Linked DNA regions of Rattus norvegicus: region 2 is linked to region 1. The links are chromatin contacts, called in public Hi-C maps. All regions are on one chromosome and are shown on one strand. The core of a region is the stretch at or near the end of the contact, and the rest is flanking DNA. Distances in the headings are between cores, read along the strand shown.

The links. A called contact is a pair of places that touch in the nucleus more often than the background predicts.
Region 2: a contact with region 1 is called in a Hi-C map of the A7r5 cell line, with 5 times the contacts expected there. The contact joins the promoter of Hlx here to the enhancer-like site in region 1. A contact is called at or near these places in 5 of 12 Hi-C or Micro-C datasets (the A7r5 cell line, the Rat2 cell line, frontal cortex and 2 more).

What each region holds. Positions count from the first base shown.
Region 1 is chr13:97,606,140-97,612,052 of GRCr8, forward strand. Hhipl2 (HHIP like 2) reads left to right here. Exons shown (of 9, transcript XM_229754.9): 9 at 1-84. Among named protein-coding and RNA genes, the nearest start is that of Hhipl2, 23 kb to the left of the region's middle. Within about 2 kb of position 2,557, at least 52 of the 93 cell types and tissues checked have an H3K27ac peak or open chromatin away from gene starts, as enhancers often do. A contact at or near this core is called in the A7r5 cell line and hepatocytes, where this site is marked.
Region 2 is chr13:98,814,132-98,820,044 of GRCr8, forward strand. Hlx (H2.0-like homeobox) reads right to left here and starts at 3,133. Exons shown (of 4, transcript NM_001077674.1): 1 at 2,229-3,133; 2 at 1,349-1,528; 3 at 509-693. The coding sequence starts at 2,811.

The DNA of each region.
Region 1 (5,913 bases), core at 1,307-3,806:
TGTCTGGCAGAGGACAAGCAGGCTCTGCTGTGATCCTCTGGCTATTTAGGTTCAGCTAATGCTAATAAACACAAGTGCATCCCATTGGGGTTCTCTCTGTGCCTCCTCTGTGCGCTTCCTCTTGAAATCTCATCTTGCCCAGTCTCGCTGTGCCGCTCTGTGGAAGATAAGGAAGGTGGGGGCTTCTTGGCTGGACTTAGTGGCCAGGAAGTGTCACAGAAGAGCCAGGCTGTGCTCCATCTCAAAACAGTACACCTACCCCCCGGGGGCCTCGGCGAAGGCCCAAGACTTTTGAACCAAAGGAGGATGAAGAGCTATAGGGTGTGTGTGGAGGGTGGTGGTGATGGTGGAGAGATGGTTCAGAAATCAAGAGCACTTACTGGGCTTCCAGAGGACGTGGGCTCAGTCCCCAGCACCCACGAAGCAGCTTACAGCTGCCTCTCCCTCCAGATCCAGGGGATCAGGTACACTGTGGCATGTATGTGTACATGCAGGTGAGATGTAACTAAGAGAGGAAGTAAGATTCGGGCAGATCTCCAGGTCAGGAACAACACCCAGACACCATGGATGCTTAGAGAACAAATCAGAGCGTGCCAGGGCAGCTAAGGGCTTTTAGAGGTTATGTGGGCGCTGCTCTAACGGGGCTGGATGTACTCTGGAAGGATGTTTTTCCTGGTAGAAACAAGCCGTACCTTTCTTTTCCGTGGGCGCAGTCGCTCGAGACACTCCTGAGCCTCTTGCTTTTCTGTCTTCATGGGAGACTTGGGGCATTACCCATGTCTTCTCCAGCTCCATTTTCCGGGCTCGTTAACCCACCCCGCCCCCGATCCCAGGTTCATCCTCATCCCTTTCCTTGTAAAGGGTTCTTGCAAGTACTCTGCAGGATAGAAAGAAACTTCAGGGTGTAGCTCCTCGAGATCTCACACGTCTTACTTTTCACTTCAACTTCAAGATGGAAGGGGTTTAAACCCCGTGTCATTTCCCTCTAAGATGGCTGGAAATCTTGGGTCCCTTCCGAAGGATCAGCTCTGACCCCCGAAGGGACTCTTTGAGCTCATGTCCTGCGGTCTCTGTTCAAAGCAGGCAGCAAACACACAGTCTCCGGTCGGCAGTGTTTAAACTAAGCGTTAAAAAGGCAGGTTATCAAGATACAGACCACACCGGCCCGATGTAAGGCATTTTGAACTCCTTTTCAAAACTAGTTTTTAATTATGTGCATGCGTGTCTATCTGTCCGTGTCAAATACAGTGCTCATGGAAGGCCAGAAGAGGGTGTTAGAGCTGCTGGAGTCAGGGTCATAGGTGCTGAGAAGGGAACAGGAAGAATCCTGGGTCATTCGCAAGAGCGGTAACCGGGGAGTTATTTTTCCAGCTCTATTCTGAAGTCGTTGGAATGGGAGGATGGTGGGTGGGCCCAGAGAACTAAACTGGAACTGAAAGGATTCTCTGAAATTCTGGGAAGCTGGAGGAGGGGCAGAGAGTTTCCTTGGCCCAGGGTTCTTGATGAACTTAAGTCACCTATAGTCAGGCAGTGAGCTTTCAAGGAAGGGCATGGCTCTTAGAAAGCCTATAGGGCACAGTGAGGCCAGCGTGTGCTCAGTTTTCTCAGAATTTATGGAGTTGAAAGGTCCAGAAAGGAAAGAAAACAAAAGCAAAAACAAGGGACCAGGTGTTTGTAGAGCAACTGGTGGGGCGGGGCGGGAGCAGTAGGGACTTCAGAATGATTAGGTGAAGTGATGCTGGTGCGGCTGGTGTCAGCTCCATGCCCCACCCACGGCAGCCTTGCGGAGTGCTGAGACCTCTCAGGTGAAGCCAGAGCGCTCAGCTGTGATGCAGAAAACCGCTTTAGGAGAGGACGCTAGAAGCAGAGCTGGGGTTTATTATGAAGAGGCTTTTAAACACAGATTACAGCACGGGTGCTAACAGGAGCTGGACACTTAGAGCAAGGCTGGTAAACACACAGCGTGGGCCCGGGTGTCTCAGCTACAGCCTTGCACGCGGTTGCGGTGGCTCCTGAAAATGCATTAGAGCTTCACTGGGAACTTTCTTTTTCCTCTTCCTCTTCCGGTAAATGGGTGCATAGAGTTCTTGGATAGCATTACATTCTGATAAGCTAAAACCACGCTCACAAGAGAGGGGAAATTAATTGTAATTATGCATTTACTTCTCCCAGCATGTTCAAACACTGTACGCAGTTGAGTTTACATTCTTTCTCTTCTTCAGTTCGAAGTTTTCTAAGTGGAGGTATGGTTGTTCTCATCTTCATTCGGTACAGTCATACTTCAAGTGGCCTTCCGTCTGTGTATCCTTTATCAAGCCCTGGCCCTGAGATCTGGGTGAAAAATCCCGAGTCCGGAGAATTCATGAGTTCAGAAAGGATTCTCGGCCCTCTACCCCAAATGTCCCTGCTCAGAGGGTGTTGTTCTAGCATCCAGGAAAGCAGGCAGAAACTTTCTTGGGAGTCCCTCCCCCGCCCTTGCCCTCGGCGGGACAGGACTTTGGAGCCAGGCTGGGCTGGCGAACTGGGGCTGCCACGTGTCAGCCACAGCGCAGGGCGGTGTCTTGGTTCAGCGGGCCACAGTCCCAAGGCCAAGTGTGGGAGGCTCAGCGACTTCTCCTCCCCAGCCGGCGTTAGGGCGGCGCCACAGTGCCTCTCACCGGCCGACCTGCGTAACTGCAGGCCTGGAGCCTCCAGGCTGCCAGTTTTGTTTCCAGGAGCACGCTCCCTCAGAAAGGGTGGAGCTTCAGACACTCATTTCTAGCGAACTAAGTAACACCTCGGCTCAGTAGCAGGCCGGCCTTCCCCAACCCGCCCTCTTCTTGCTTTTGTTACATCCCAGGATCCCCCCCGCTCCCCGTGCCACTTCTAAAACACAGTTAGGGTGCCTAGCATCCGTGTGTGTTTCTTTAGAAGCATCCTAAGGAAACATCTCAGGAATCCGTTTCCCACTGCATCTCTCCTGTCCGTTTAAGTGGTATTTTTATTCCAGGAGAGTACCGTATTATATTCACTCATCTACTGCCTCCTCCAGATTTCTCTAGGGCCCCAACCCCTCTCCTTCCCAGCTCCGCATCTTTTATTTTTATTTTTTTGTATCGATCGCCCTTTGAACCCAGTGAGTGCTGCTCGCATGCACATGAATATGGGCGATCCACTAGGGCATGAGGAGCGGTTCAGTGGCCGCATTCCTCAGCAGCTACCCAATAGCTTCTCCCATGTGGCTGGTGGGGACTTGGGGACCCCTCCCCTCCCCGTGCTGTAATTTTGACTGGCTTGCTTTTGTGCAGGTAACCACAGCTAATGTGATTTGATACATGCAACAGTTATGTCATGCCCCGAAGTCGGTGTTTCACAGCTCCCGCGCAGTGGCCAGCTGAGCACTGGATTGTGGGAGGTTGGTGTAGGTGATCCAGCCACAGCTGAGTGCTCGGTTGTTTTTAGTTGACCCACTGACCTGTTATGAGTCTTTACAGGAACCACGGCGCACTGCCAAAGGAAGCTTCTCTGACTGAAGGTGAAAGCATCAGGAGTCTACGGACATAAATATACATATTAAGAAGGTGGTTTGATAGCATGGCCATTTAGCAAAAAACCAAACCAAACCAAACCAAACCAAACCAAACCAAAACAAAACAAACCAAACCAAAACAAAACAAAACAAACCAGCAAAGCAAAGCAACATCAGTAGGTACCCCATACCCCACAGACAGGCCTGTGTTCTCCTCAGTCATGGGCTTTTGACCAGGTTTACAGTATGAAGGATGAAATATCTCTCATGGAGCAGGCCTCACATCCAACCAGAGAACCGTTGGTTACGGCCTTAGCTGTCATGCCTCTGTGTTCCAGTGGACACTTCTGTCAGGCCAGTGTGGCAAGGATCACAGCCGTGTGAGATTGTTGGTGACTTTTCCCCTCCAGAGGCTGGCACAGCACCTCTGGCCTAGGTAAGCTAGCCAGCAGAGTGTCCTGGTCAGCTTGGGTTGTTTCTCTATGTTCTGGATTGTAAGGGAGTGCTGTCTTCAGCAACAGGGTCTCACTGTCTAGTTCTGGAAGGCGACCAAGAGGAATGGCAGAAGCCTGTGTTGTGTTGGGTGCCTCTGGGAGCCTCCTTAACCAATAACTCTCAGGGAGGGATTGCCTGCCTGGTTCGGAGTTCGTCATTTGTAACTTACGTCTTCTGGGGGAGCATTATTTACTCATGCAGAGTCTTTCTGTACATGTATAATCACACATTATTAATATCCCAAACAGCGCCACCTACTGGGGCCAGGTGTTTAAACACATGAGATTATGGGGGGCATTTTACATCCAACCACCAGACTTGGGAACCCGAGTTCCAGACTCAGGGTTTCAATCAGGGACGACTTTGTACCTTCCACCCCAGGGAGCCGATGGAAACAGCCGAAGAAACTCTCAGAGCTCAAACAGAAACGCCTCCACATGAAAACTTCAGGTTTCTTCAGGTTTTCTTTAGAGAGTGGTTAAGCCTTTGCATATGTTTAAATTCAGATAAATTGTTCGGACAGCGCTGGAAGACAAGCAGGATGGTGGAGAATCGGGTGGCTCTAGAACTTTTTGTCCTGGAGTGGGAGATAGTGTTATTTCTCATCTTGGGGTCAGGAAATCCTGGTTTTCTATGGCTGTTCTGCTACTGCTGGCTGGGTGACCTCAGTCAAGTGACATGACATTTCTGAACTTCAGTTTCTTCATGTATAACCGAAATATTTCCCTAAGGAGCTGGTATAGACTATTCATGGGTTAAATAGTAAGAGGTCACAAAGTTCTTGGGACAAGACTTGTGCCTTTTATAAGACAACTTTGTGTTAAATGGTAGTTTATAGTAGTGGCTCCTCCTCCTGCTCCTCCCCACCCTTCCTCCTCCTCCTCCTCCTCCTCCTCCTCCTCCCACTCCTCCTCCCCCACTCCTCCTCTCATTGCTCCTCAACCCCCACATCCCTTTCTTTTGGCCATTCCCCAGTGTATTAGTTACTCCCCGCCCCCCCATGACAGAATACCTCATAGAAGCAATTTAAGAGAGGGGAGGTTTATTTTGGTGCATGACTTAGGAGCTATAGCTCTTCATGGTGGGAAAGGCAGTACACCTGTGGTGGTCGGAGCTTGTGGTGTGGCTTGTTCCTCATTCAGGGAAGTAGAAGGAGAATTAGGAACAGAGAGTAAGTTCCAAGCAGGACCTGCCTACAAACCGAAGGGTTTGCCCCTACAGACTCCCATGTCCTGAGCTCCATGGCCAACCTCCCAAACAGCGCCACCTACTGGGACAAAGTGTTTAAACACATGAGACTATGGGGGACATTTTACATCCAAACCACCAGCCTTGGGAACCTGAGTTCCAGACCCAGGGTTTCCAATCAGGGATGATTTTGCATCTCCCACCCCAGGGAGCCAACGGGAACACCTGCAGATATTTCAATAGTTGTTTCAGGATGGAGCTGGGGATTGGGGTTGCTACTGGCATCTCCTTGGCAAAAGAGGGGGAGTGTTAAGTGTTTGTGGCGAACAGACAGCTTCACAGTGACACAGACCACTTTGACCCTGTGGTACCAAGGTCAGTAAATCTCAGTCTCTAAATATCTGTAAGGCATCTGTTCGATGGTGAGTACCAGCTCGGGGTTCATGCACTGGGCAGGGAATGAGTAAGTACCATGGAGGCTTCCTGGTAAGTAGCCTATCTATGCTTAGTGACTATGTGGAAACACTTTCTACCTCTTGGATGGGAAGGGCCACGGGTACCGGGAGGGTAATCTTGCACTCCAAGTTTAGAGACCTTGAGCAGGAAGGTTAAAGACAAGAAAGTTGCACGGGTCCCTTGGGAGGGCCATCTTTCTCCATGTCTGTGCTTGGGTTGCCTGGGGACGACATCAGCTTCTCTGTCACGAGGTCATCATTTATAAG
Region 2 (5,913 bases), core at 1,883-4,382, 1.2 Mb after region 1:
CGGGACTGTGGCTGCCCCATCCCTGTCTTAAAGTAACACTAAGCCATTCCGTTTGAAATTATATTTTCAGTTCCTCACAAGTGGGATTTCACAATGCAGTGGGGGTGGCGGGGACCAACAACAAGCTATTGACTTTGCTTTTATTATCTCTTCCTACTACGCTCCACTGCCGAGAAGTACGCTCCACTCGAGTGCATAATTATTATCTCCCGAGGCCTATTTGCTTTCTCCGAGGTTTTTTGGCCACTTGGCCAAAATAAACAAGCGTGCTTGTTGACACACATCTTCAGAAATGGGTCGTTGTCCCTCCCCTTTATCTCCGTCCCTACCCGCCTCTCCCCTTGCTTTGAGTTGCTTCACCACAAGAGCCTCGAGCCTCAAGAAATTCAAGACCTTGTGTTTAGATTGCTGGAGGCGATGACGAGCTCGAGTGGAGGAGGCCTGACGCCCTCGCCTCGTTTACCATTTAATGCCTGCGGGAGAAGCCTGGAGATAGCGGAGAGAGTACCTGTGCATCCGTGAGGCCCAGCATGGCCGCCAGCTGCTTTCGATCTGGTTTGGTCACGTACTTCTGGATCTCAAACCTCTTCTCCAGGCCTTTTCTTTGCAGGTTGGAAAAGACAGCACGGGACCAGGAGCGCTTCCGCTTGTACGTCTGTGGCATGGTGTCCTTGGTAAGCACAGCATAGGGACCTGCCAACCAGCAGGAAGAGAGATTCAGGGCCACGTTTTGGTGTTAAGGCCACAGCCTTCCTGCCTTCTGGTCTCAGAGATATTTAAAGGTGTTTTTGCATTGCCACTCGCCTCACTACTCCTTTGTTTGTTTAGGAATGGCCTAAGGAAGATGTTTACAGATATTTTCAGGCCACTTTGTAGAGGTTCAAGAGAAATGCACAAACCAAAAACAAAGCCGTCGACATGCTGAAACAGTTGGAATTGTCCCTGTGGCCCGAATGGCAGTGACAACTCCCCTGGTATTGTCTTTCAGAGAAGATATAACCAGTCAAGCAGAATGGTGTGTGTGTGTGTGTGTGTGTGTGTGTGTGTGTGTGTGTGTGTGAGAGAGAGAGAGAGAGAGAGAGAGAGAGAGAGAGAGAGAGAGAGAGAGAGAATACTTTGAATACTTTATTTTCAAACCACCCTCTCTGGGCGAAAAGAATAGGGACTGTGGTGACTCACACCCATACACACTGTCTTGGCTCCCCTAGCATGGTCTTCTCCAAATGCACCACTAAAAAGAACATTTAGTTTCTCTCAGAGGACCTAGGAGGCTTCCACCCCAACTACTAGGGGTTTCCGCACTGCCGCTGGCCTTTGCAGCACCGGCTGAACTCAGAAAATTTTCTACCTGGAAACGTGTCTTGGAATTGATGTTGAACAGAATTTCTTGGGTTGGAGCTTAAGGGGCTGAGGATGGCAGACGCCTCGCTAATGGGATCTAGAGATGCGAAGAACTGTCCCGCCGAAGGCTGCAGGCCAGCCAGATGCACCCCTGTGGGCCGCCCACCAGTTAGCAGCGATGTGAGATCTGGGCAGGGCGAAAGAAGAGTCGGTTACACCTTGCACAAACTCATACACTCTAGGCAGATTTGTTCCTCCTTTCCCTTCTTCCTTGATCCAGTTTTAGCCTGCCGAACTCCAAAAGAACCCCTTATTCACAAGAAAGGCTGTCTGAGACAACCGCCAGTGGGGCCTGAATTGCCCCAGGGTGTGTGTCAAGAATGTCCAGTTCATCCCACAGCAAGGAAAGGCTTTTCATAAAATGTTGCTAAGGTGGTAATTTTCGGACGCCTTCCAGGAATTCTACAAACCCTATATTTATACCCTTCAGGCCCCCCACTCAGCCTTCTCCCGTCAAGAGCTTAGACTAGCCGGTTTGCTTTTCCCGCAATTCTTAAGGATTTTACCGGAAATCAAATAAATGCAAAGTGTCCCGATGCTGAGATTTCCCTGTCAGAAAGATCTAGGTCTTTCTGCACTTATTTCATTCAAAAGGTGGATCGCACACACTTTTGCAAAACTTTTGTTTGTGCTGTTAAAGCAACCCGAAAGTATTTTTTTTAAAACATGGAATAGTTGACTTTTACATGTCACACAGTCTTCTTTAATTTCGTTTTCATCACCCTCATTCTACCGTTTTGTCTTTAAATATAAAAGCACCCCAAACCAACATGACATCAGGCCGTCTTTGGTGGTTGTGAGGCCTGAGGCCTTCCAGCAATACGTACCTCTCAGAGTGTTGCCTTCCTTGACTTTTGGGTCAAATTCTGCAGACAAAATTCGGTCAATACCAAATTTGAGGTCTTTGCTGGAGGGGGCAGGGGCGGAGCCGCTATGGTGGGGGACCACCCGCGTCCCCGAAGTCGGCGGCTGCAGGGAGCCCGCCCGGGGTGGAGGCGGGGGCTGTTGCTGCGGCTGCTGTTGCTGCGTTGGTGGTTGCTGCGGGAGATGCTGGTGGTAGGCGGCAGAGAGCGGAGACAGCCGCTGAGGGAATCCAGCCGGGACTTCTGAGGGCGCCACCACCGGGGTGGGACGGAGCGGGGATCTGGCGGCAGCTTGGAAGGAAGCGTGCGGGTGCACGGAGCCCAAGTGTGCGGTGAGGGCTGCCGAGGCCCCCACCAGTCCCTCTGCAGCGGGTCCCGGCTCCCCGACGCCGGCGTGCAGGATGTCCGCGATGCAGAAAGAGGGTTTCTTGACAGCGGCCGGGTCCAAGGCGAAGGAGCAGCCGCCCGGGCCCGCGGAGGAGCAGTAGGCGGCTGACCAGAGACTAAAGTTGGAAGCGTAGAAGGGAGCCAGGCCGGCTGCGAACATCCTGGCAGGATCCCGGCGGGGTCTTGGGTGAGTGGGGAAGTGGGTGGGTGCTCGGGGAGAGGCGGTGTCCCAGCCCAGCCCGAGCTGCTTTCGCTTCTCCGCTCGCCCCGAAGCGGAGGGCCAGCCCGGGAGCCCTAGCGCCACCGAGGGACGTGGCGAGGGCCCGATCGCCGCCCGCCACGGCCTGGGCCCCTGGCTTGGCTTGAAAGGCGGCGCGGCGGGCAAGCTCTCCGTCCGGTGGATGGAGGCGATCGCCCGGCGCTGGGGCGAGGCGGCGGACGCGGCCTCGTTCTGCTACTCCGCAGAAGCCGGGGAGACAGGGGCCCGACACCGAAAGAAAAACCCAAACAGCTAAGCCCTAAGAGCTAAATTTAAAACAACAATAATCATCCGTTAGTTTAAAAAAAAAAAAAAGGAAAAAAAAAAAAACTCCTCTCTAAAAACTCCCAAAGTTTTGGCAGGAGCTTTCGAGTCAGACCCGGGGTAGGACCTTGATCCGTGCGCTCATTGGCTGTCTTCGTGACCAATGGGACTCCGGAGTGGAGGGGAATTGGGAAAGAGGGGGCGTGGCCCCACGCTCAGCCACGCCCTGGCCACGCCAAAGTGTTTTCTGCGGCCGCGTGGGCTGAGCAGAGTCCTGAGAGTATCTGGGAGCCGCTTAGGGGCCGAAAGTCGACTCCTAGGGCCTCTGGCTGTCCTCTATCCCCTGCAGCTCGGGGACCCGCCACCCGCAGAGCCTCGGAGTCCGTCTCAGGAGTTTTTCTGGAGCTGCGAAGGAGGAGATCACTGAGGCTCCTGTACTCTGATGTACTGCACCCCCTAACCCCCAAACGCCCCAACAGACCACGCTGGCGGTCCACAGGCTGTCCCTTCCGTATTCTGCTCTCACGCGATTTTCCTTCTCTCTACTTTTCTCCAAGTGCTTTTATCACAAGTCCTAGGTAAAGGCCTCCATCTTCTCAGCGCCCCTACAACCCAAAATCCCGACCCAAATCTACTATAGTCCGCTGGCCTCTCAGCTCACGGGAGCTCCTCCGAGAAGCCAGGAGGAGGGCCGGCCGCAAATTAGTTTTATTCTGAGCTGTCATTCTAGTGACAACTTGAAAGAGTGACTTTTCAAACAAAATAAGATAGATGGCTCCAAACGTCTCCCTTAGACAGAGCCAAACTTTTGCCCCGAGCCTCGGAATCAACAAGGAGTGCAGCCCCGGGAGAGCAGCACGCGTGTCCCCTCTCTGCACCTTATAGGAAGTGCCACCCTCCGCGGCCACCACATCCCCGGGTCACGTGGGGTCCTACATTTTGCAAGTGCCAGGGAGCGGTTGCCTCTGAGATTAAATGCCTACTTTTAATTCGGTGGCAGTTTTTTCCAGGATCCGCTCTGGCCTGTTGGCGGGAGGCACTGTCCGAGCCTCTACAGCCAGCGCCTTCCATTCTCACTAGGGGTCTTTAGAACTCAGGCCGGGTGTAGTGGGGGTTTTCTGTCGCATCCATATCTCTATTTTAAGAATTCGTTCTCTTTTAAATTATAGTCAGAATGGATTTCCCCGCCCCTCTCCCAAACAGACCACAGGCCATCCAGATGAGCTGTTGTTGAGCATTTCAGGAAGAAAACAAAATAACGACAATAACGAAACCGCCAAATCTTTTGTTTTCGATTGTCCAAATGAGTGTCTCCGGAATGATAGCTCAAGGCAGGCTTATTTCCCCCTCAGCAATAAGATACCAAAAACCTGAAACCGCCAGGGAACTGCCAGGTTACTATCAGCTCAGATTGACGTGGGCTCCTGAGTTGATGTCTAACAGCTTCGGAGCTTTGGTCGCCGGTGTTGTCATCATTAGCGGACGCCTTTCTCCCGGACAGCAATCAGTGGCTAATCAATCACAGGATATGATGTCCCAGCATCAGGGACAGGGGCACTATATCAAGGGATGGAGGAATACAGACAGTTGAGGGCAGCGGTGCCTGGGACGAGAGGGGCCGGAAGTCCTGTCTAGCAAGGGGTGGACTTGTAACAAGTACAGGGGCCACCGGAGGCTGTATTTGGGCTAAAGATCTAGTGTGATGCGGTGTGAGACCGGTTTATTAACTTCACTGGGCATTAGAGAGAGAGAGCAAGTCACTTGTCTAGGGAGAGAGTATCTAGGCTGCCCTGCTCTCTGGTTTTTTCTAGCAGCCTTTGTAATTCGGTTGCGATTCCAGTTTAACCTCAGACGTCCAGACAGCGAGGGGCCTATAGCCAAGTCCCAGTTCAAAACCGCGCTTCGCTCAGAGGCCTGCACCTTCTCCTCCTCCTCTAGAAATAAAGCTCCCACCTCCTTCCCCTCTTTGCTCTGTTTGCTGAACTGGAGTTGTGAGTGTAGAACCCTGGTGCTCTAGGCGTCTGGCAGCGTGCACAACCCGCCCGCAGTTAGAAGCCAGGAGTGCCCTGCAGCTCAAAGGCTAGACTGCAAGGGCTGCTTCTCCCGCAGCTCAATGCTTTACAAGCTGCGTCGCCTCCGAGCGATCCTCGGTTCTCCCAGGCCTGCGGCACCATTGCAGTCGTTGCAGCCCAGCTGCAGCTTTGTCATACAATCGGAACTCCAGGTGGCGTGTGGCAAACGCAAAAGAAAGAAAAATTAAGGGAAGGGAAGGGAAGGGGAGGGCAGGGGAGGGGAGGGGAGGGGAGGGGGGAGGGGAGGAAAGGAGAAGAGAAGAGAAGAGAAGAGAAGAGAAGAGAAGAGAAGAGAAGAGAAGAGAAGAAAAGAAAAGGAAAAGAAAAGAACAGCCGCAGGGGAGGGAGGGGAGACTTTGGATCTCTCTTGCTCCAGGCCCAAGTCTCACCCCTACAGGCCAGTCGCTTTGGCGGCAACCTGAACACTGCCCTCCTCCTTACCCCCTACCCTTCAGAACCAAGAAAGCAGCAGGAAGCCCAGGGCTCGCCCGGAGTTCAGGTCATCTCCTGTTTTTTTGATGGGCTCAAACTTGGACTAAATGAGCGGATATGCCTGCGAGATTGGTCTCAAAATAGAAGCGGTCCTAGTATTTTAGGATACTGCAGAAATCCTTATTTCTTCCGGTGAAAAACTCTATAATGACTCCTAGCACTTCCCCTTTCAATA